5 separate regions of the Mus musculus genome follow, and regions 1, 3, 4 and 5 are each linked to region 2. Evidence: chromatin contacts called from public HiChIP or PLAC-seq and promoter capture Hi-C data. All regions are on one chromosome and are shown on one strand. The core of a region is the stretch at or near the end of the contact, and the rest is flanking DNA. Distances in the headings are between cores, read along the strand shown.

Region 1 (3,895 bases), core at 227-2,726, 580 kb before region 2:
GCCAGTGATTCTGTGTTACAGAAGACAAGGCTCTGTGCTACTCCCAGGTAGCAGGCCCAAATCTTTACTTAACCCAATTTCTAGGCCAAAAAACAGCTTGGTGGCTAAAGGGGAAACCAAACTCACTCAAGTCAACCAGACACATAGATGCAGTGGCACACGCATATACAAAAGAAACAGAACCCACTCACTGAACGTCAGTTTACTTAGCAGTTGAGTGAGGAACAATTTTGTATTCACCAATGTTAAATGCAGCTTGTGAGAGTGCTGAGTAAGGAGGACCACGCCCTCCTCTGGACAATCAATCCCCAACAACCTCTAACCCCACCCCCACCCCAAACCTAACAACCAACCCTTCCCAGCTACCACAACCCCTGCGACTCTATGAAGCTCTTACCAGGCGCAGGCATCCTGAAGGCCCTTGTGCACCACCACGCCTTTCCATGATGCTTCCTGGAGACAACACCTCCGTCTGAAGGAGTAATAAAGAGATCCCACTTCATTCTAACAGAAGCAACCTTACTGTGGTCATTCTCAAAACAGACCTCAAAACGTCGAGCCTCAGTAAACCATGACTCTTCACAAAAGTGTCATTTCAGACAGGGATAACTTAAATCATCCTCAGCTCAACCAGCAAGAGGCCCCCCAAACCCCCCAGTGCCAACCCAACTCATTTTTGGAAATCCGGTTCTGGCAACCACGTTGAGTTGCAGAACGACACTCTATAGCCCCAAATTACACCGGCACAGACCCTCTTCTGGACTTGTTTGGAACCCTTACCGACACGGGCTGCAGAGGGCTCAACGCGCATTCTTCTGGCTGAACTTGAGAACTATGTCTGAGGCAGATGCCCACCATCTACCTATGCCTTCTGACGGGTGGACCACACCGAGCCCGTTGGCTTTCAGGGATCCAGCCATTACTTCTGAGACGGAACCTGCATCTTGTCTCCCGAGTGCCAAAAGGCAATGCCTTCGGGGAAGGAGAAGTTATGCCGCGTTAGAGCTAACGGCTTTCAGTTTTCAATCCCGTTCATGACAATCTGTAGTTAGCAGGAGTCACTCGTGTTCACTTAAGGCCACCACCCTCAATGGAGACCCCAGGGAAGACAGAGCTGAGCACATGGCTGGCTTTGGGTCACAGAGAGAAGACCGCTCCCCGCCCCAAGAGAAGGGAGATCGAAGACCAAAAAGGGCTTCATCCCGTCCGCATCAAACGTCTCGCAGTCTGGGGAGCATTTCCTTAGACAGCATCTCAGACCTCCTAAGGCCCACAATAGCAAAGGAAAGGGCTGATCGTCGACACGTCACCTCCGGAGAGAGCAAGCGTGTCGACGGTATGTGTAGGAAAAACCTCATCTTCCCTTTTCCACAACTTACCATCACCCAAAGCTTAGGCCTTTCAGGGAGAACACCACAGACCCGCGCGGCCATAACTTCCAAACACGCGGCAGAGGACCTCGGAAAGGACGAGATCGCGCTTGCGCGCAGTCTTCCCGTTTTCCCTCCCCTCCGCAAGTCTCGCCGGAACTCTCGCGATGTCGAGAATGGTTTGATGGGAAATGTAGTTCTAAATCTACCGTTGCCAAGAATGGGTCGTCTCACCTCACATTGAGTGAAGAGAAAGGGGTAAGATGGTGGCAGCCACCAGGGGCAGCAGAGGGTTCGGGGTAAGGAGCTTGGACTGTGAACTTCGGCGGTCCCCCGCTAAGTCTGGGGAGGTGGAGAATGTTCGAGGGTTCAGGGACCGTTGAGGAAACTGAGGCTCGTTAATTGTGCTGCAGATTTTTATCTGGGGTGGAGAAATGTCACTTGGCTTAGTTCCTTAGTGAAGTCCAGGGAGAGTCCCAGGGAATGGGCAGAAGCTTTTAAGATGGGGGCGAGAGCGGGTTCCGGCGGCAGGGGGCACTCGAGAGCTGCAGGGGCGACCGTCAGTAGCAGCAGCAGCAGCCCCAGGTATTCGCCTGCCTGTGGCACTGTTCTCACAGGGAAGATACAATGAAATCGGCGCTGAGGACTAGCCGGTATAAGTTGGAGATAAAAACCATTTTAATAGAGGGGTTTAGTGTGAGGATTAGGAGAAAGAGAAGCGCTCAAGAAGAATGCATACCCAGGGTGGGAACTGGCTCAAGGAGAGTTGCAATTGATTGTGTTAGCCATGTATAATTCTAGTAGCTCGTGAGTTACATCTTAAAAGGTTGCTAGGAGACACCCCCTCCCCACTTTCTTGCTATCTTGGTAAGTGAAATAAGTGTGCTGGCCCCAGAGAAGCGTTGGATGGAACTGTAGGCACAAGTCGCTAGGGGTTGCATGGGGGTGGGGGTGGTGTAATTGGTGAGGGTCGCTGAAAAATTGTAGTTTAATATCTGGGAAGGGCAAAAGGGCCTTCAGCAGTTGGTAATTATGCCAGAATTCTTGTTTCTCTGTTGGCAAGAGACTTGACAGGATTCCTGAATGAGGGACCCTCTTCCTCTATCGTGGGCGTGTTTTCCATGTCTTTCGATCCTGCCTCGTTCGTTTAGAGTATCATTTTGCATGGGGCATCTTGACTTCATTTTTAAATAGGACAAAATGGCAAGGCAGGGCCAGAACTTATACCTATTTACAAGCTAGTTTAAATTTACAAGATCTAGAGCCTTTTATTCACAACCCTCGCCCGGTCCTCCAGTCCTCCTCAAATGGAACTCTGTAGCATTTAGCCTGTATCATCTTTTTAATGTGGAAATCTGTTACTCACTCTTAATGACCATATCCGTGTATATTTCTCTCCTTTAATTTAATTGTGAGTCCTTTTGGGGGGAGGGAACTCTCTTAATATTTTTTTTATTCCCTCATAGTGCTGGGCTTAGTGTTGGGCTGTGTCTTTCTCACAGAATGTCCCAAGGAGATAATCAATAATGTATTCAGCAAGAACACAGGCCCTTGAATTTTCTATCTTACCCTTGAAGACAGACTATTTTGTTGAGTTCTGACAGGAAGGATGCATTTTCTCTCGGCACATTAAGTTCTTTCATGTGAGACTTGCAGGGGGAATTCTCAAGAATTTGCCCAAAGCCGCTTGTGAAACTCGTGGGCACGTGACCTTCGGCAGACAAGATAATAATGGTAGTTAGCACATGACGAATTGGATTCGCTAGGTGGCTGCTCACTGTCTCAGGTTCTTTAACCCTCGCTATCTATGAAGCCCTGGGACTATCCCATCTGGCAGATGAGAAGACACGTGTCAAGAGGGGAGGGGAGGGGCTGGTTAAAGCCTCAGTGGTGCCTGACTTGGTTTGATCTCAGCCCGCAGAGTTTATGCTTTTATCATTCGGTTGCTAATGCGCTGAGCGAGTTGACCTACTACATAAGAGCTTTTCTTCCAGGGGGACAAGTAGGGCGGAGGAGGATTTGTGTCTTTAAAAATTGACGTGTGGGTATGAACATGTATGCAGGTGCACATGTATGAGAGTAGGTGGGTGCATGTAGAGGTCAGACATCAACTTTGGGTGCCTTTCTCAGTCACTCTCCACTTTAGGTGTGAAGTCCAAGTCTCTCACTAACCCTAGAGCTTGTGGATTGGCCAGACAGACTGACCAGTGAGCTCCAGGGATCCCCTGTGTCTCCACTTTCCCAGAGCTCAGACAACAGACACTGTTCCCACCTTCTGCTGCTGCTCTGTTTACTTATGCAGTGTGTTGGCGTGGGGGTCGCCTGCGTGTACAGTCTGTGCACCACGTGTGTGCCTGGTGCCCACGGGGGCCAGAAGAGGGTGTCAGATTACCCCTGGGACTAGAGTCACAGTTGTAAGGTGCCATTTGGTTTCTGTGACTAGGACCTGAGCCCCGTAGAAGAGCAAACGCTCTCAGCCACTGAGCTATCTCTCTAGCCCCTCACCTGGCTTCTTAGTGAGCACC
Region 2 (4,144 bases), core at 1,474-3,973:
GAGGCAGAGGCAGTCGGATCTCTGCGAGTTTGAGGCCTGCCTGGTCTACAGAAGGAGTTCCAGGGCAAGTTCCAGAATGAGCTAGAGCACAGAGAAACCTTCTCTCAAAAAAATCAAACCAACAAAACAAACAAGGAAGTTAAAAAAAAAAAAGAAAAGAAAAGAAAAGAAAAGAAAAATAACTAATTAAAAACATTCTTAAGAAATAAGTTGAGGAAGCCAGGCGTGGTGGCGCACGCCTTTAATCCCAGCACTTGGGAGGCAGAGGCAGGCAGATCTCTGAGTTCGAGGCCAGCCTGGTCTACAGAGTGAGTTCCAGGACAGCCGGGGCTACACACAGAAACCCTGTCTCGAAAAAAACAAAAACAAAAAAACAAAAAAACAAAAACAAAAATAAAAAAATAAAAAAGTTGAGGGCTGGAGAGATGTCTCAGCGGTTAAGAGCACTGACTGCTCTTCCTAAATTCAATTCCTAACAACCACATGGTGGCTCATAACCATCTGTAATGGGATCTGATGCCCTCTTCTGGTGTGCATGAAGACAGCTACACTGTACTCATATAAAATAAATAAATAAATAAATCCTTAAAAAAAGAGGAAGCTGAGATAAAGCAAAGATACCTGTGCTAACCTACCCGTAAATATTCCTATCTACAGAGAACAGAAGTGTTGATCAGGAAACACCAGTCTGGCCAGGCCAATCCAACAATTCGCTCAAGGAAGCAGGCTTTTGGCTTTATGGAGTCAAGTGGTTGGAAACTGGCCCAAACAAGGCTGTTCGTAAGTTGTCTGCCCAACATAACAATCAGGTTAAGAGGAAAAAAACCAGTGACTTCAGTGAGTCTCAACCACCGAGAGGTGTTATCAGAGCCTAGAAACGTGTTCCCTCTCAGAGACTCGGGTCCTGAGATGAACTCTGCACCCGTCCTGTTAGCAACACTCTGAGTGTCAGGAAAGATCCTCAGGTTCCGGGAAAGGATTTCCCTCTTTTTCTCTTCTTCTTCTTATTTGCGTGTGTATGTGTGTGTGTGTGTGTGTGTGTGTGTGTGTGTGTGTGTGTGTGTGTGAATGTAGGTACCCAAAGAAGCCAGAACAAGATACCAGACTGCCTGGAGTGGAGTTACAGACCATTGTCCATTGTGAACACCTGATTCGGGTGCTGGGACTAAAGGCGTGTGCCACCAGATGTGGCTATGGATTTTCTTTTACTGGATTTGTTGCTGTTTTATCTTTGTGGGACAGAGTCGCTGGACGGTTTGGAATTGAATACACAAACAAGGAGCCAGGGCTCAAACCCCCAGCCGTCCTCTCACCTCTGATCCCTGATTGCGTCATTACTAATACCCATCTTGGACTATGCTCTTTAAAAACTGCTGGGCTGGCTAGGGACATAGTCCAGCTTAGAACAGTGCTTTTCGTGATGTGCATGAATACTGGACTCAACTGATCATCATAACTTTGTAAACCCAGGCTCGGTGGTACACACCTGTAATCTCAGGACTCTTTCTCAAAAACCAAACAAACAAAAATCTGTAGCCATTTGACTTTTATTAGTGTGCACCTAGAAAAACAAACAAACAAACAAACAAACAAACAAACAGACAAACAACCCCAAAGCGAACAGAAGGGTCTCTTGCACTGTGAGTTAATAATGTACCTGCCATTTCCCAGAACTGTTTTACTCTGCAGCTGAGGCTGGTCTGGAAATCATTATGCAGCCCAAACTGGCCTCAAATCTGTGGCAATGTTCCAGGATGTAGGGCACCATGCTGTCTGCTTCAAACCAAACACTGGTGTCTTAAGGTTAAGGGTAGGTACGCTAAGATGCCACCCAGAAACTGAAGAGTTCTCCCAACCCTCGACAGCCCTGCGAAAGATACAACTCAGAGGTGGAGTTTAGATTCACTACAGCGCAGTGGGGAGACACCCACTAGCAGAAACGAGTCAGTGGTATTTTCAAAGTCCTACCTGGCGGTTGGTCATGTGCTTTGTCAGTCCACTCAATTATTCTAGGTCCTGTTTAAACCCTGCTGTTTAACTTCTGCAGCGGGATCCGCTAGATCAGAGCAGGAAGCAGCGCCATCGCGAGGCGGCAGGCGGCAGGTGCTGGGCGGGGAAGAGGGTGGGGAGCGGACCGCTCAGTCCCCAGAAGTTCACAGTCCGACTCTGGGTCCGGGATCTGGATCTGGGTCGATTAAAGTGGCGTATTTTATTTTTTTCGGGCTTTGCCAGTCCACTGTAGAAGGGACTGCATCTCGCACTGCTCTGTAAGTTTGCAATGAATACCCAAATGTAAGCGCGAACTACTCATGACAGTTGCGGAAATGAAGACGGCTGGTTACGTAATGTTTAAATGTACCATACACCAGATCATCAAATTTAAGTTACATTTCTTCGATTGAGTTTGCTTAACATGAGGAAGCTAGGATGAGAGAGGCGTACAAATGTTTAAGTAGTCTTGTAAATATAATCTCTAGCCTGGCCTATAATATAAAAAAAGACTACAAATTCCAGAATGCACTCGTCACTAAACGCAGGGCGAGGCCGCGGTTGCCGGACCACTGCCTGCTGGGAATTGTAGTTGGCTGCTTGTTTGTGATGCAGGTGCAACTTGGGGGAGGGAGAGCGGGAGTAAACTCTCCCCACGTGACAGTCCAGATCAGGTGGTTGGTCAGCCTGCGCGCAGGAACTATGATTGGCTGACTGTAATACGAACGACGCCACTAGAGGCGGGCCAAAGACCAGCGCAAGCGCAGAGCGTTGCGAGTCTCGGGACCCCAGTGGGAGAGACTATGGCGCTCAACAAGAATCACTCAGAGGGCGGCGGAGTGATCGTCAACAACACTGAGAGGTGAAAACACGGCGGAAGGATCCTGGAGACTTGAAGGGCGGGTGTCGGCCACTGTGTGTGGTGGGCGGTGGGATATGGTGGAGAAGGAAATTGATGGAGCGCTGTGGGGGGGGGGGCGTGGGGGGGGAGGAAAGAGGGAGAAAGGGGTGGTAACGGCCGGAGGCGGGGCTGGAGGGAGTGGGTGGGTCGTTGGGGAGGGCCGGAGTGCTGATCAGCTGGGGTGATGGGTGGGGGTGGGGCCAGAGAATGGTGTCAGGGTTTGTTTGGGAAGCCGAGTGAGGCCCACGGGTGATTTCTTGAACCCCTTCCCAAACGAAGTCTTAAAACATAGTTGCTATTTATTAGGCGTTCACTACGTCTTTACTATGCTGCGTCAGCTCTACCTTAGGTAATACATAATCCTGTGCCGCAGAAACTATTAGACACATTTTACAGGTAGGGCAAGTGACGCCTAATGAGGTTAAAATAACTTAGACCATTGTGCTGTGAGTAACAGAAGGGGAATTGAAGGAAGGTAACTTGGCCCCAAAGTCAATAGGCTTAACTACTCCTGTACAGTTTTCTCGTATATTCCAGAACTTCTCAAGTTCCAAAAGAAAGGCTGAGGCCCTAGAGGTGGTGGAACTAAATGTCTGTCAACTACTTAACCCGGTGACCCTTATAAAGGCTTGTCTCTTGCCTGGTTCTCTTGAATTCTTAATGGCTTGTGTCAGTTCCCCGAACAAAGGTCTCCCAACTTTAAGATTCTTTTTTTCTCTCCCCTCCTTGAACTGCTGGGCTTCTCTGTTCCTCTTGTTTCTTGTTCCTTGGAATTCTGACTCTCCTGACTTGCACTATCCGGGCTTGGATTAACTTGAGAGCCAAGAGAGACATGATGGAGGTCAGAGCCCACACCCAGTGTAGACAGGCACCCATCTTGGGACTTGTCACCTGGGAAGCTGACTCAGAGGAGAAGGTGGCAGTGACAAGGCCAGGTTCTGCTGACCTCGTGTGCGTAGGTCTTGGGAAGGGGCTGGCCAGCACATGTGCCTGGTGACCACTTCTTTAACCTGAGCTGCCCCTCTTTTATTGCACCAAGAAAGGATATTTGGGACAGGAGGAGACAGCTGAATGGAACCATACGAACTCAAACCTTTTTATCTTGTAATCTGAGAAACCTTACATTGTTTTCTGGTATACTTTGTCCAGTTCTTTGGCTGAGCCAAGTACTCTGATGCCATCTAATGACTGTCCCCACTTCTACCAGTCTCTCTGGTTTTTGAGGTATGGTTTCATTCCTGTAGCCCAGGTTGG
Region 3 (4,159 bases), core at 1,574-4,073, 520 kb after region 2:
AGCAAAAAAACCAAATCCTGATTCCTTGTCAAAAACACAAGCTTGAGAAGCAAGTCTTTCTTTTCCATTTGCCTTGTCTGCTGACGCCTGTATTTCTTTCATATTAAGACAGGGTCTCGCTTCTGCAGCTCTGGGCGGCCTGGAACTCACTCTGCTGACTACCAGCTCTTAAAGATCTGTCAGCCTCGTTTTTAACTCTTTCAAGAGTGAGATCTAATTCAAGGGCTTCTCTGTCTGAGTCTTCCTTTCACCATATTTATATTATTTTTATTTTGGTCGGTGGTGGTGTTCAAGGGACACATACAAATGAAGTAGGAATCCAAAAGGAAGAGTTGATACATATATATCAAGCCAGTAAGTCTTCCAACAGCATTTACACAATGCACAACTACACCCTAAGAAGATACACAGGAGAACAGGAACCCCGAGGTGCCCCGGCACTCACAAGGATAAGGACGCCTCCCTCTCACGACTTCACTGCAGCCTCAGCACCCACCACTTACTGAGCTTTCCTGGACTTCCCCGACAGTTCTTCCTCAATTTTTTGCAGGCCAACAAAGATTCCATGGGATTCATTGAAGAGTTTTCTCAAAATTTGAGAGTAAACATCCACATCTTTCCGTATGATGTAGATAAAAGGGCAGCTCGGCACCTTCTCTGATTTGCCTGTAACAAAACAGGAAAAAAAGTAACTCAACATCTACCATTTTCCCCAAAAGAGAAAAACATCCCAGTACTTCTAATTCTCTAATTACAAAGCCCGGCTGAGCCTGGGGCACATGTCCACTTTCTCCACCGGTGGGAATGAGACGGGAGGATTAAAACTCAAGGGAAGACTAGTGCACACAGTCGGCCAAGCAAACCAGGTTTACGCCAAAAGAAAAAAAGATTTGTCTTCATCTGGTCTGTGTAGGCTGAGATTACAATACAAGCAGGCAGCACAACACAGACTTCTTTTTTGGTGATATTGATGATCTAATTAAGGACACTGCCCATGCTAAAGAAGTTATCACTGAGCCACTGAGTGATAGCCTACATCCTTGGTTTTTGAGAATGGGTCTGGCAACATATCCCAGGCAGCTGGGGACTCTCTATTCCCCCCGCCAACTCTTCTGCACAGTAGAAAATCTAAGGTTGCAAGCGAGCGTTGCCTGAACCCAGGACTTTGCCTTCAGCTGAGGCAGTCTAACTCACTTCTTTGGGCTTGTTTTTGTTGGGTTTCTCAAGACAAGATTTCTCTGTGTAGCCCTGGTTGACCTAAAACTCATTCTGTAGATCAGGCAGGCTGTGAACTCACAGAACCACCTGCCTCTCTGTCTCCTGAGTGCTGGGATTAAAAGGTGCGTATCTCCACACCTGGGCTATATGGGTCGTTTCTAAAGGTTAATTATAGGAAGGGGGCTGAAGAGATGGTTTGGCGTCTAAGACAACTGGCTGAAATTTCCTGCCTTTAATCCTAACACTCAGGAAAAAAGAGCAAGTAATTTCTGAGTTCAAAGCCAGCTTGGTCTAAACCAAGTACCAGGACAGCCAGGCTACACGGAGAAACCATCTCAAAAAACCAAAACCAAACAAGAAGTACACAGGCAGCTCTTCCAGAAGACCTAAGTTCAACTCCCAACACCCCATATGGCAACTCACATAAATATAGAGTTCTAGTTCCTAGAATCCAATGATCTCATTTGGCCTCTGCGGCACCAAGCACGGAGTGGTGCACAGTTATGCACGTAGACAAAATGCCCATACACAGACTATAAAATTTAAAAATTACTTAATGTCAAGTGTTGAACCACACACCTCAAGTCCCAGCACTCTGGAAGTCGAGGGAAGAAGATGTAGAATTCAAACCTACACAAAGATTGCACAAAGACAAGCCCACTAGGACTACATAGGGGCAACTTGTCTCAAAATAGCAAAAAAACAAAGTTTCAAAAATAAAAATATTGCCAAATAACTCCAGTTTCCTGCCTCAGAGAGTCAACCAATGTGCCAAGACAGATGTGAAAAAGAACTGCCTACCTGTTTGGTTGAAGGAAGTTTCACACAGAAGCATCTCGCCGGGGCCCCAGTCAAAACACATTTGCTTCTTCTTGGAATTCACACCTGGAATCCACTAGTAAGACATAAGGAGGCACAGGAGCTGTTAGCCCTACAACTGTCCATTCAACTTCCAAGTGTAACTGCGAACACCATACACCAGGCGAACAGCCTAGGTCGTATCCAATGATGCTGTGCACATATTCAGACATATACACACTTAAAAAAACATTTTCTAGGTGCAAGAGGAATAGAATACAACGCGACAGAAACTAGTCTATTGTCTCCCGTGAGAACAAATTATGCATTTATTAAGCCTCGGACTAGGACAGCAGGACAGGGAAAGGCCAACTCATCCCTTGGAGTGACCATGTGGGGCTTACACCAATCTCATTCTAACGCCCAAGGGGGGAAAACTAGAGAAGCAGAAAGGTTATAAAAACAAGGGTGATGCAGTGGGGTTTCCGCGAGCCGGCCAGTATTCACAGGACCTAGGGACCACTATTGCCATAACCTAGTTCCCAGTTAACCTGACATTCGGGATGGTGGCAACTGTGTCCAGGGAAGAAGCGTGCGTCCCGCATGTAGGGAGGCAGCCTGAAATGACCAAAGAAACGTAACCCTCACAGTGCAACAAGCCAAGCCACTCCACTCCGATCGCCCTTACAGTTACTGCGGGCTCGCAGTCGAGCTCCTCCATAGCGCCGTGCCCCCCGCGGCTGGGACCCTGCCGCGCGGCCGCTTCTCTGCGCTCAGGCCTCCCGCTCACAGACAGCTGCCAAAGAGGACCCCCTCCAGGGCGGCTTGCGCAGCGCCTGCAGACCTTAGCGCAACAGATCCCTTCGTCTTAGCCAAACACAGCCCCTTGAAGCCTTTCACACATGTTCCACTATTCTAACCTATACAACACATCATGAAAACGGCTCTAGGGCCCACGGGTCCTCAAGGAATGTTCCCAGTAGATCAGGCGGCGCCACAGACAGTCCCACACTAGGTGAGGGAAAGGTCCCCGGAGATGGCGGGAGAGGCGGTGGCTGGGAGGGTGTGCGCATGCGCAGAAGCGTGCTGGCGCATCTATTTCGATTGGAGAGCTACTCCGTCTCTGTAATCCTACTTTATCTCTTAGCGGTAGTTGTGATCCCTCCCTCCTGGTCTGTTATTAGAATATTCTCAGTCCCTTTTCCGAACTCCGACCAGTATAATGCGCTTATTTTGGAATTAGTCTCGGACACATGACATCCGTAAACAACGGGACTTCAATCTTTTATGTACTGGCAACTTTTCTTTCTTTAGGATTATTCTGAACTATTTCTACCTTAAATTGGTGGTCATACATGACTTGGAAGTAGGGCATAGTAACATAAGCCGGAAGATGCAGCACTTGGGAAGTAGAGACTGAAAAATCGGGAGTTCAGAACCAGCCTTAGCTACATGGCAAGGTTGAGCTCGCATCGGGGCTAACTGAGACCCAGACTCAAAAACCAAACTCCCACAAACTTTAAGGAAATAAAGGAAAACCTTTCTGTCAAATTTTTATCCAAATCCTAATCATCAGTGATTTAGGGAGCTAGAGTGTTGGCTCAGTGGTTAAGAGCATACGCTGTTCTTCCCGGGGAACCTGGATCAATTCAAAGCACTCACATACATGTGGAACAGTCCCAGGCAATCTGATGCCCTCTTCTGGCCTCTGTGGAACCAGGCACACACATGTAGTACACAGACATACACAAAACACCAGTATATATACAATAAAATAAATTTTATAATTAACTTTTTAAAAAAGATTGCATGTATGTGAGTAAACTGTCACTGTCTTCAGACACACCAGAAGAGGTCATCAAATCCCATTACAGATGGTTGGGAGCCACCATGTGGTTGCTGGGAATTGAACTCAGGACCTCTGGAAGAGCAGTCAGTGCTCTTAACTGCTGAGCCATCTCACCAGCCCTTAGTCTGTCTGTCTTTATTTTTTTGTTTGTTTGTTGGTTGGGTTTTTTTTTTTCTGTTTTGTGTGTGTGTGTGTGTGTGTGTGTGTGTGTGTGTGTTTGTTTTTCGATACAGGGTTTCTCTGTATAGCCCTATGCCTCCCTAGTGCTGGGTTTAAAGGCGTGTGCCACCACAC
Region 4 (4,167 bases), core at 128-2,627, 550 kb after region 2:
AAGTCTATACTAGCTGCAGTGGTGGCACATGCCTTTAATCCCAGCACTTGGGAGGCAGAGGCAGGGGGATTTCTGAATTTGAGGCCAGGCTGGTCTACAGAGTGAGTTCTAGGACAGCCAATGCTATACAGAGAAACCCTGTCTCGAAAAACCAAAAAAAAAAAAAAAAAAAACAAAAAAACAAAAAAACCCAAAAACCAGAAAAAGTCTGTACTAAAACTCAAAGAAACAATTAAAATAAAGTTTAATAAAGAAAAAAAGATTAAGGTGTGCTACCACTGGCCTAAGGTGACAGAAAAAAAAAGCCTGTTTTGTGCAGAGTCGAAGGGAGTTGAGTAGGGGTGAGAAACGGGACGTATTACTGGTTTCAGCAAAGGTGACCTTGTGGAGAGTTCTAGTGGAGCTAAGAGGACAACAACAGATTGCAGTGGATTGAGGAGTGAGTGGGAGTTGAGGGGGTGGAGCAGCTGGCATGGGCATTTTTTCAAGCTGTTTGGTCGAGAAGAAGCACTATGGTGGTAATGTAATCGTGGTATTTCCCCCCTCTGTGGGAACACAGTAGTAGAAGAAAATACAGGGGTACAGGAAATAAAAACACCAAGTGAGAGCCACAGGGTGGCATGCACAGCAGAGGGCAGGATTTTCTTCAAATGCGAGGATCCTACTCCTACTTTGTACTGGATTAAGGGACGAAATGATTGATGGGCCCGTGAGCTTCAGGTTGGGTCGGCTCCCCTGATGGACTGTGTTCTCTGGAAGTTGGGAGGCAGGCCACAAGCAAGGAATCCTTTGAGTGGCTATAAGAACAGTTTTCCACAGCAAGAGTAGGGTTCCCAACAGGTTGGAAGACATTTGAGGCTCCCGGGTGGGAAGCTGGTTGATGGGGAAGGACGAAGGGACTGGGAAGTTTGATGTGCAGGGGGGAGTTGCATTTGTCCTACTGAACAGGAGTTTTTCTCACAACCCGCTGCTGCTTTTTTGATGGAGATGCCCCCTTCTACGTGGAGTTGGCCTTCCGTTCTCGACCTAGGCTCACCCCACGTCTAAGGCCACGCGCCTTCCTGTCCTCGCCGAGGACCAGCTGGAAGCCATTTTGATTATGCTCCACCAAAGAAGGAGGACAATACAGCCCCGCCCAGAGCCAGGCGCGCCCCCGCGGCGGGACTGGTGCGCGTGTCCGCGCCTCTTCCCGCCGACCTGGCGGGCGCCTGGCCCAGGCGGCGGAGGCGCGGGCCGTGGGGGGGAGGAGGAGGGGTGGTTATGTAAGCGTTGCGCGCTCCCGCGAAGCGGCAGCCAATGAGAAGCCCCGGATGCTCGTGCTCGCGCACGCAGGGCGGGGGGAGGGAAGCGCACGACGTGCGCGCGCCCTCTGCCTCGTCCACCGCTGCCGCCTCCTCCTGCCGCTCCTGGTGCTGCTTGTGCGCTCCCTCAGTGCGGACCCGGTGCCTCTTTTGTGAAGCGGCAGCTGAGGAGACTCCGGCGCTCGCCATGGCCGACGAGAAACCCAAGGTGAGCTCGCGGCGGCCGGCTGCGCCTCACCGTGCGGACCGGTGGGTGGCGCGGCCCGGGGTCCGGCCGAAGCCCGCCGCGGGCTTCCCTGCCTGCCCGGGGCCCCCCACGGGGCCAGCGGCGGCTCAGGCCCGGCGCTCCGCGCCATTTTCCTCTCTCGCTCTCTTCCTCCCGCCCGCGCCCGAGGAGGCCCGGCGCCCTCCCCCGCCCCCAGGCCCTCGGAGCGCGCGCGGCGCGGCGCGAGGCGGGCAGGCGGCGCTTCGCGGGAGCCCGCGGGCCCGGCGGCCCCGCGCTGGCTCCTCGGCGGCGCCCGGCGCGTGTAAGGAAAGCGTTGGGCGCGCGGGGTCTGGGGCGGCGGCGAAGGCGGGAGTCGTGCGGCCCGGGGTTTCCCTCTCGGGGCTGGGGCCGCGCCGGATCGGTGGTGTGTGCTCCGGCAACCCCGAGTGGGGGATTCCAGAGTCGGTCCGGCTCGAGGCCCAAGGGGCCCGCGGGGGAGGGGCTGCGCTCTCCGCCGTGCGCCCAGAAACCCGCACCCTGGCGGGAACCATGTGGCTTGTTGTGGTTGGAGGCTTAGGTGCGAGCAGAGAGACACGGGCTCAACTTGAGAACGCGCCCTCGGAGGCACGGGCTACTCTTGGCTGCGGACTAGGGGACCAGCATCAGTCCAGGGCAGGGCACTCTCTGGCCCCGACTCTATTTGGAGGGGGACACAGGATGGACGAATCGAATCCTTGGACATAAACATTTGATTTGCTGAACTGCTGTTGGGGTTGCAATGTACGGGAATACTTGCACGAAGACTGTATTGCAGCCATGACAGCAAAGGAGAGGGGGAAAATAAGCTCTGAACTGAAAATGAAGCAGTTATATAGTCGAACGTTAATCGGAAGATGTAAAAAGGGAGACTCGGGATATCCCTCAGTTGAGTGTGTTCGGTTTTTTTTTTTTAAAGATATGTTCATTTGATATCATTGAGCAGAGTTTGCTAACTTTTATCAAGAAGGTAGCAGTAAAATTTGAAATACAAGGTATGGTTTTCTCACTCCCACCCCAAACCGACTCTAGTAGTTGTAGCTTTGAAAAGAGAAAGGACACTGGTGTTTATGGGAAGCGACAAATTTGGGCGATGACAGGAAATAATGCCATTTTAGAAAATTTAACCTCAGATGCATCACAAATTATGCAAGGAGTTTCTAAGTGTATTGTTGCCTTGCTAGTATCAGTGCTTCTGTACCAGACTTGTAACACTTTGTGCAGGGTTTCTGATCTTTCAGCCCAGGGGCTGGGAACAGCTGTATGCTGTTGGAGAGCCTGAGAGAAACCTGTTGATTCTGAAGCGTTCGGGCCCGCAGCTTCTTTAAAGGTGTTTGTGTTTCACAGTTTCCAAATTACACTCTTATTTTTCTTTCAACAGGAAGGAGTCAAGACTGAGAACAACGATCATATTAATTTGAAGGTGGCGGGACAGGATGGTTCTGTGGTGCAGTTTAAGATTAAGAGGCATACACCACTTAGTAAACTAATGAAAGCCTATTGTGAACGGCAGGTGAGGAATTGATAAGTGTACTTCCACTTAATAATCCATGTACACAGCCGAATTAGGAGTAGAAAATGTACCATCACAGTATTGCATGACTATTTTTGTTAAGATGCATGTGATTATATTGTATGTACATTTGCAGGTAGGTTTAATATTATGATTCTTGTGCTAAACCAGTAATCCCTCATTAGATCCATAAGACTACAAGTTCCCAAGGAGATGTCTGCACTTGAATGAGGGGGGAAAGTGGATTAGTATTTGGTGGGGTTTTTGTTTGTTGTTGTTTTTTCCCTTTTATTATTTAGACAATGCATTCTGTCAAAATATTTGGGTGTGGTAGTACACTCCTTTATTCCCCAGGACTAGAGGCAGCCAGGAATACACAGAAACATACCCTGTCTCAAAAGAGAATTTTAGCCAATTTCAATTTGGGTATTGCAGTTTTTCTGAAGTATGTGGATTTTAGCACACACACACCCCAAACACACTTTTTTTTCCCAATAATTGTAGAGGTCATAGTATGGTATATGCTAAGCCAGATTACTGTATCCTAAGGAAGTTGCCTACCCAACCCAGAGGTTAGAAAATTGTAATCATTTTTGAGAAAAGCATGAACACTTTCATTTTTTACTATGAGGAAAACTCTTAAGAAGAAATAGAAAATTCTGTGTGATTTGGGTGTTGGGTTTTTGTCATTGCTTTGCTGGCTGCCTAGAACATGCTATGTAGACTAGACTGGCCTTGAACTTGGGCCGTCCTCCAGCCTCTCCTCCTCAGTGGGGTAGCAAGCCCCACTGATTTGCACAAATATGGAAAATCAGTGCAGGATTTATTAGAGCGTCCCTTGCAATGCTAAGTTAATAAAGCAAGGGCAACTTCGAAGATGACAGTTCTCTTTCCCACACTGGTTCGTTAGCTGTAGTAATAGCAGAAGTAGGATTTTTCTTGTTTTCTAAGATGTGAAAATTGTGGAATTCATTTTGAGTTTCAAGAAGGCCTCATTTGTGGTTAGATTGGCCTGGAATTCTGTTAGGAGTATAGGCATGTGCCGCCATATTTTCTGTTTTATGCCCCCTTTATAGTACAATAAAGAACTGCCTCCAGACTTGTTTAAGTTC
Region 5 (4,007 bases), core at 1,121-3,620, 610 kb after region 2:
TTCCCCTCTAACACATCAGCTTCCCCTCTAACACATCGGCCTCCCTCTAACACATCAGCCTCCCTCTAACACATCAGCTTCCCTCTAACACATCAGCTTCCCCTCTAACACATCGGCCTCCCTCTAACACATCAGCTTCCCCTCTAACACATCAGCTTCCCTCTAACACATCGGCCTCCCTCTAACACATCGGCCTCCCTCTAACACATCAGCTTCCCCTCTAACACATCAGCTTCCCTCTAACACATCGGCTTCCCTCTAACACATCGGCCTCCCTCTAACACATCGGCCTCCCTCTAACACATCAGCTTCCCCTCTAACACATCAGCTTCCCTCTAACACATCGGCCTCCCTCTAACACATCAGCTTCCCTCTAACACATCAGCTTCCCTCTAACAGCTTCCTGCTTAGCTGCTTTGTCTACATCGCATATCCAAGATGGCTGAAATGGAAGTAGCGTAAGTAGCGTGACACACCTCCTATGGCTCCATCTGAGTTCCTGTTTATCTCTACTTTGCTTGTTTTATTCGCCACCTAGCTCCCCTTCCAGAATACAATCCCCAACCTGTTCACCATCTCCTCAGAACCTGGGCCAGTACCTTCCTTATAGGGTGCCCAATAATGACTATCTATCATGGGGCAGAGGAGATGGCTTAGTAGGTAAAAGAGCTTGCCACACAATTCTGATGACCTGAATTCGGTTCCAGGGACCTACATAAGAAAACCAGATGCAGTGTCGAGCATCTGGAACCCCAGCACTCTCTCCCCATTAGCTGGAGGCTCACGGCCCAGCTATGGAGTGCACTGCCCTACTCTGAAGGCACAGAGATCTTCCCTTAGCAACTGGAAGAGGAGAACACAACAACAACGACTACCTTAGTTTTTAGAGACGACATCTTACCACATAGCCCTAGATGGTCCAGAACTCAGTACTCACGCTAGGCTGGCCTGGAACTCGGAAAGATCTACCTACCTCTGTCTTCCCAGTACTGGGGATGAAAGGCATGTACCACTGTACTCGGGGAGAACTGACTCTTGACAAATTTCATGCATACAGCCTGGTGCACATGCATACTCACACTCATCCACACACACATGCAAACACACACCTACACAGCAAATGTAAAAGAGTCTACCTTGAATAATTCAAACGGCCTTACAATAACCCAACTATAGGAGTTCTAAGCTACCTTTGCACCTCTTGACAGTAAACAATACAAGGGCAAGCTCCAGCCGGGCAGTGGTGGCGCACACCTTTAATCCCAGCATTTGGGAGGCAGAGAGGCAGGCAGATTTCTGAGTTCAAGGCCAGCCTGGTCTACAGAGTGAGTTCCAGAATAGCCAGGGCTACACAGAGAAATCCTGTCTCAAAAAAATCAAAATCAAGCAAACAAACAAACAAAAAACTAAACTTCTTTCAAAGAGGTTTCACCCCATTTCCTCACTTATTATCTCTTTTCTAAGAGGAAGAAAGACACGACTTGTTTGGAATGAGCTGTGACCCCGATAATGTGTGGAGGAGGAGAAGGTAGGTGGTCCACACACGGCAGCTCTGCCCTAGATGAGATCCCATCCCAAACACTAGTTTGTTTAGTGACAGTGTCTTACTCTGAATCCCAGGCTGGCCCCCAAGTCGCAACCATCCTCCTGCTTCAGCCTCCCGTAATGCTAGTTTTATAGGCGAGTGGCATGCCTGACTCTCAAGTCGCTCTAGTCTATAACTTGGGGGGAGGCGCGCGGGCACGGGGGTTGGGGGCAGCCTAACTCTTACCAATAGCAAACTTGATTAGGGTTTCATTCTCTTCCGACAGAGAATCAAGGAATAAGTCCAGGACTTGTAGTTGCCGTAGGTACTGGTAGTTGCCCGGGTCATAAGCGAAGTTGGCGAGGTTGGCGAGGACTTGCTCCTTGGCATCTGCAATGGGAAGCAGCCCTGGGGTCGGACCTGTGCGGCGGCGGCTGCCGTCAGAACCCTCCTGGGTCCCTCGTGCCCACGCTACACCTCTTACCTTGGCTCTCGGTTTCCTGGAACTCTGTGACCAGCGCCTGCAAGTAGCCTAGCCGCCCGACGTGGGGGTCTATCTTGGGTTTCTGTGCCATGGCTGGGGCGGCGGAGTTGGGAGCTCCGGTAGAGGCCACAAGGCCTGGATCCTGACCTGTCCCGGCGGCGACAGAGCGGCAGCAAACCCAGTCTTGTCCTGAGATCCGCGTCTGCAGCTGGGGATGAGCTGTGGGGGTGGCCAGGGGTCTCAGGATCCTGTCTGAGCCGGATCTGAAAACCAAAATTCAACCCGGGCGAGACGCTGTGGCTTTTCGGAACTGAAGGCAGGCACGCCCCCTTACCACACTCCCTGCACCGCTTCCTGGTTCAGGGCGGAAGTCTCTCTAGCCCCGCCCCAGGAAACGGAGTGAGCGGGACCAGGACGGGATTGGGCGTGGTTACTGGGCGCCTCCTGGGCTTCCCTCCGGATTTCTAGAGCTGGAGGCTTTAACCCTCCACTGCGCAGCCGCCGCAGCGGGGATGCGTCGAAGGAGAGAGGAAGGGAGAGGGGAGGGAAAGAGGAGAAAAGGAGAGAGAGAATGGTGGATGGATTGACAGCCGGGCAGACGGATCTTCAGGCCATCTAGACATGATAGTAGTTTAATCCCAGAACACGGAGTTTAAGGACGGTTTAGTCTACAAGGCAATCCAGAGCTACATGGCAAGACCCTGGTAACAAAACAGAACATCCATCAAACCCCAAACACAATCTTAGGGTCACAAGGAGCGTCAGGGAGGGGCCCAGCTTTGCCGTGCTGTGGTGGAGGTGGAGGATGGAGGCAGTAAGGGTTTTTAGGGCAAGGGTCAGGGGTCATGTACTATGTTTGGTACCAGGGACCTGAATCACAGCAGAATGGTTTGTGTACTTCACCTTTCCCTGGCCCCCACCTCTGGGGTTTAAGTTCCAGTGATCAATCCATGCCCAACATCAACCAAGAGCAAGAGTTTTAGTCTTAGTTTGGATGCTTGAGAACCAAGGTTGCTCCGTGAGAACTCTGTGCCCTTTAGGTTTTATAAGAAGCAGGCTAGGCAGACTTCTTACATCTCAGCTCAAGATGGCCAAGCGTCTGACTAGTCAGAACATCAAAGACCTGGGGACCTGGAGCCTTTGAGATTCCAGAACAAATACTTTGCAGACTCCCCTCAAAATTTTCCAGGGATGGTCCAAAGCAGATCCTGGCTACAAAAGAGTAGACTTTGCTTCCATCTTGTCTCCAAGCCCCAGGCTCCAAAGAACTGGGATTACAGCACACCTGGGCATGGGTGGGGCTGGAGATGGAAGTGAAGGTTTGATGTACGTGACTAAACTACATTTGCACCCTCATTTCTTCGTTGCTTATTGCCCTCAGATTAATGCCATTATTACCAACGGGCAAGTGTGATGAAAATTTCCTAGCTGGAGGATCACAGATTCTATTTTTCCTGGACGTGGGCCTGTTAGCCAGCCCCAACTCTGTTTTCTGTTAGAATGAAAAATAGGTCCCTGGCATTTGCCCTTCAGAGTAGAAACTTCCTTGGGGGGTGGGGGTGGGGTCAAGCTCAGTTCTGAGTTGCGATCCGGAAAGCAGTAGGGGACATTAGACAGAGAGGCAGACTTCAATTGGAAGATGGCATCTCATACAGGCCAAAAAAATTTTTTTAATAACGTTTATTTGTGTGTGTGTATGGTGCGCGCACATGGGCACGCCACAGAACAACTTGTGGTAGTGGGGCCTCTCCTTGTCCATGTGGGTCCCAGGAATCAAACTCAAGTTGTCGGCATGCAGCCAGCACCTTTACCTACTCAGCCGTCTCCACCCAAGGTCTAGAGACAGTGAACATAAGCAACTCAGCAAATGCACGGCTGCAGTACTTCCTTTGACCATGAGGGGGCACTCGTGACAGCACCTTAGAGGAACCGATCGCCTCCTAAAGATGCTTATTCATGCCAGATGGACTTGTGGAGGAGGATGGCTGGCGTCAGTCA

What was found. Promoter capture Hi-C pulls out the DNA fragments that hold promoters and counts their contacts. HiChIP or PLAC-seq counts read pairs in DNA pulled down with a chosen protein or histone mark.
Region 1: a promoter capture Hi-C map of pre-B cells shows a contact between it and region 2, with 2.8 times the contacts expected there. The contact joins the promoter of Snhg16 here to the promoter of Wbp2 in region 2. A contact is called at or near these places in 1 of 39 promoter capture datasets (pre-B cells), 2 of 484 Hi-C or Micro-C datasets (CD4 T cells and liver), 1 of 115 datasets of contacts at active chromatin or transcription factors (bone marrow-derived macrophages) and 1 of 9 other capture datasets (adipose tissue).
Region 3: an H3K4me3 HiChIP or PLAC-seq map of bone marrow-derived macrophages shows a contact between it and region 2, with 2.2 times the contacts expected there. The contact joins the promoter of Nup85 here to the promoter of Wbp2 in region 2. A contact is called at or near these places in 2 of 39 promoter capture datasets (liver and pre-B cells) and 1 of 115 datasets of contacts at active chromatin or transcription factors (bone marrow-derived macrophages).
Region 4: an H3K4me3 HiChIP or PLAC-seq map of bone marrow-derived macrophages shows a contact between it and region 2, with 3 times the contacts expected there. The contact joins the promoter of Sumo2 here to the promoter of Wbp2 in region 2. A contact is called at or near these places in 2 of 39 promoter capture datasets (liver and pre-B cells), 1 of 484 Hi-C or Micro-C datasets (CD4 T cells) and 1 of 115 datasets of contacts at active chromatin or transcription factors (bone marrow-derived macrophages).
Region 5: an H3K4me3 HiChIP or PLAC-seq map of bone marrow-derived macrophages shows a contact between it and region 2, with 2.9 times the contacts expected there. The contact joins the promoter of Armc7 here to the promoter of Wbp2 in region 2.

Annotation. Positions count from the first base shown.
Region 1 is chr11:116,669,241-116,673,135 of GRCm38.p6, reverse strand. It overlaps Snhg16 (small nucleolar RNA host gene 16), which reads right to left and starts at 1,476. Exons shown (of 5, transcript NR_027821.1): 1 at 1,380-1,476; 2 at 781-972; 3 at 398-472. It overlaps Snord1c (small nucleolar RNA, C/D box 1C), which reads right to left and starts at 631; the gene lies at 554-631.
Region 2 is chr11:116,085,574-116,089,717 of GRCm38.p6, reverse strand. Wbp2 (WW domain binding protein 2) reads left to right here and starts at 2,723. Exons shown (of 8, transcript NM_016852.3): 1 at 2,723-2,851. The coding sequence starts at 2,793.
Region 3 is chr11:115,563,108-115,567,266 of GRCm38.p6, reverse strand. Nup85 (nucleoporin 85) reads right to left here and starts at 2,823. Exons shown (of 19, transcript NM_001002929.4): 1 at 2,705-2,823; 2 at 2,020-2,113; 3 at 504-666. The coding sequence starts at 2,737.
Region 4 is chr11:115,533,440-115,537,606 of GRCm38.p6, reverse strand. It overlaps Sumo2 (small ubiquitin-like modifier 2), which reads left to right and starts at 1,377. Exons shown (of 4, transcript NM_133354.2): 1 at 1,377-1,509; 2 at 2,924-3,055. The coding sequence starts at 1,489.
Region 5 is chr11:115,474,030-115,478,036 of GRCm38.p6, reverse strand. Armc7 (armadillo repeat containing 7) reads right to left here and starts at 2,370. Exons shown (of 3, transcript NM_177778.5): 1 at 2,010-2,370; 2 at 1,772-1,915. The coding sequence starts at 2,100. It overlaps Slc16a5 (solute carrier family 16 (monocarboxylic acid transporters), member 5), which reads right to left. Exons shown (of 4, transcript NM_001080934.1): 4 at 3,639-4,007.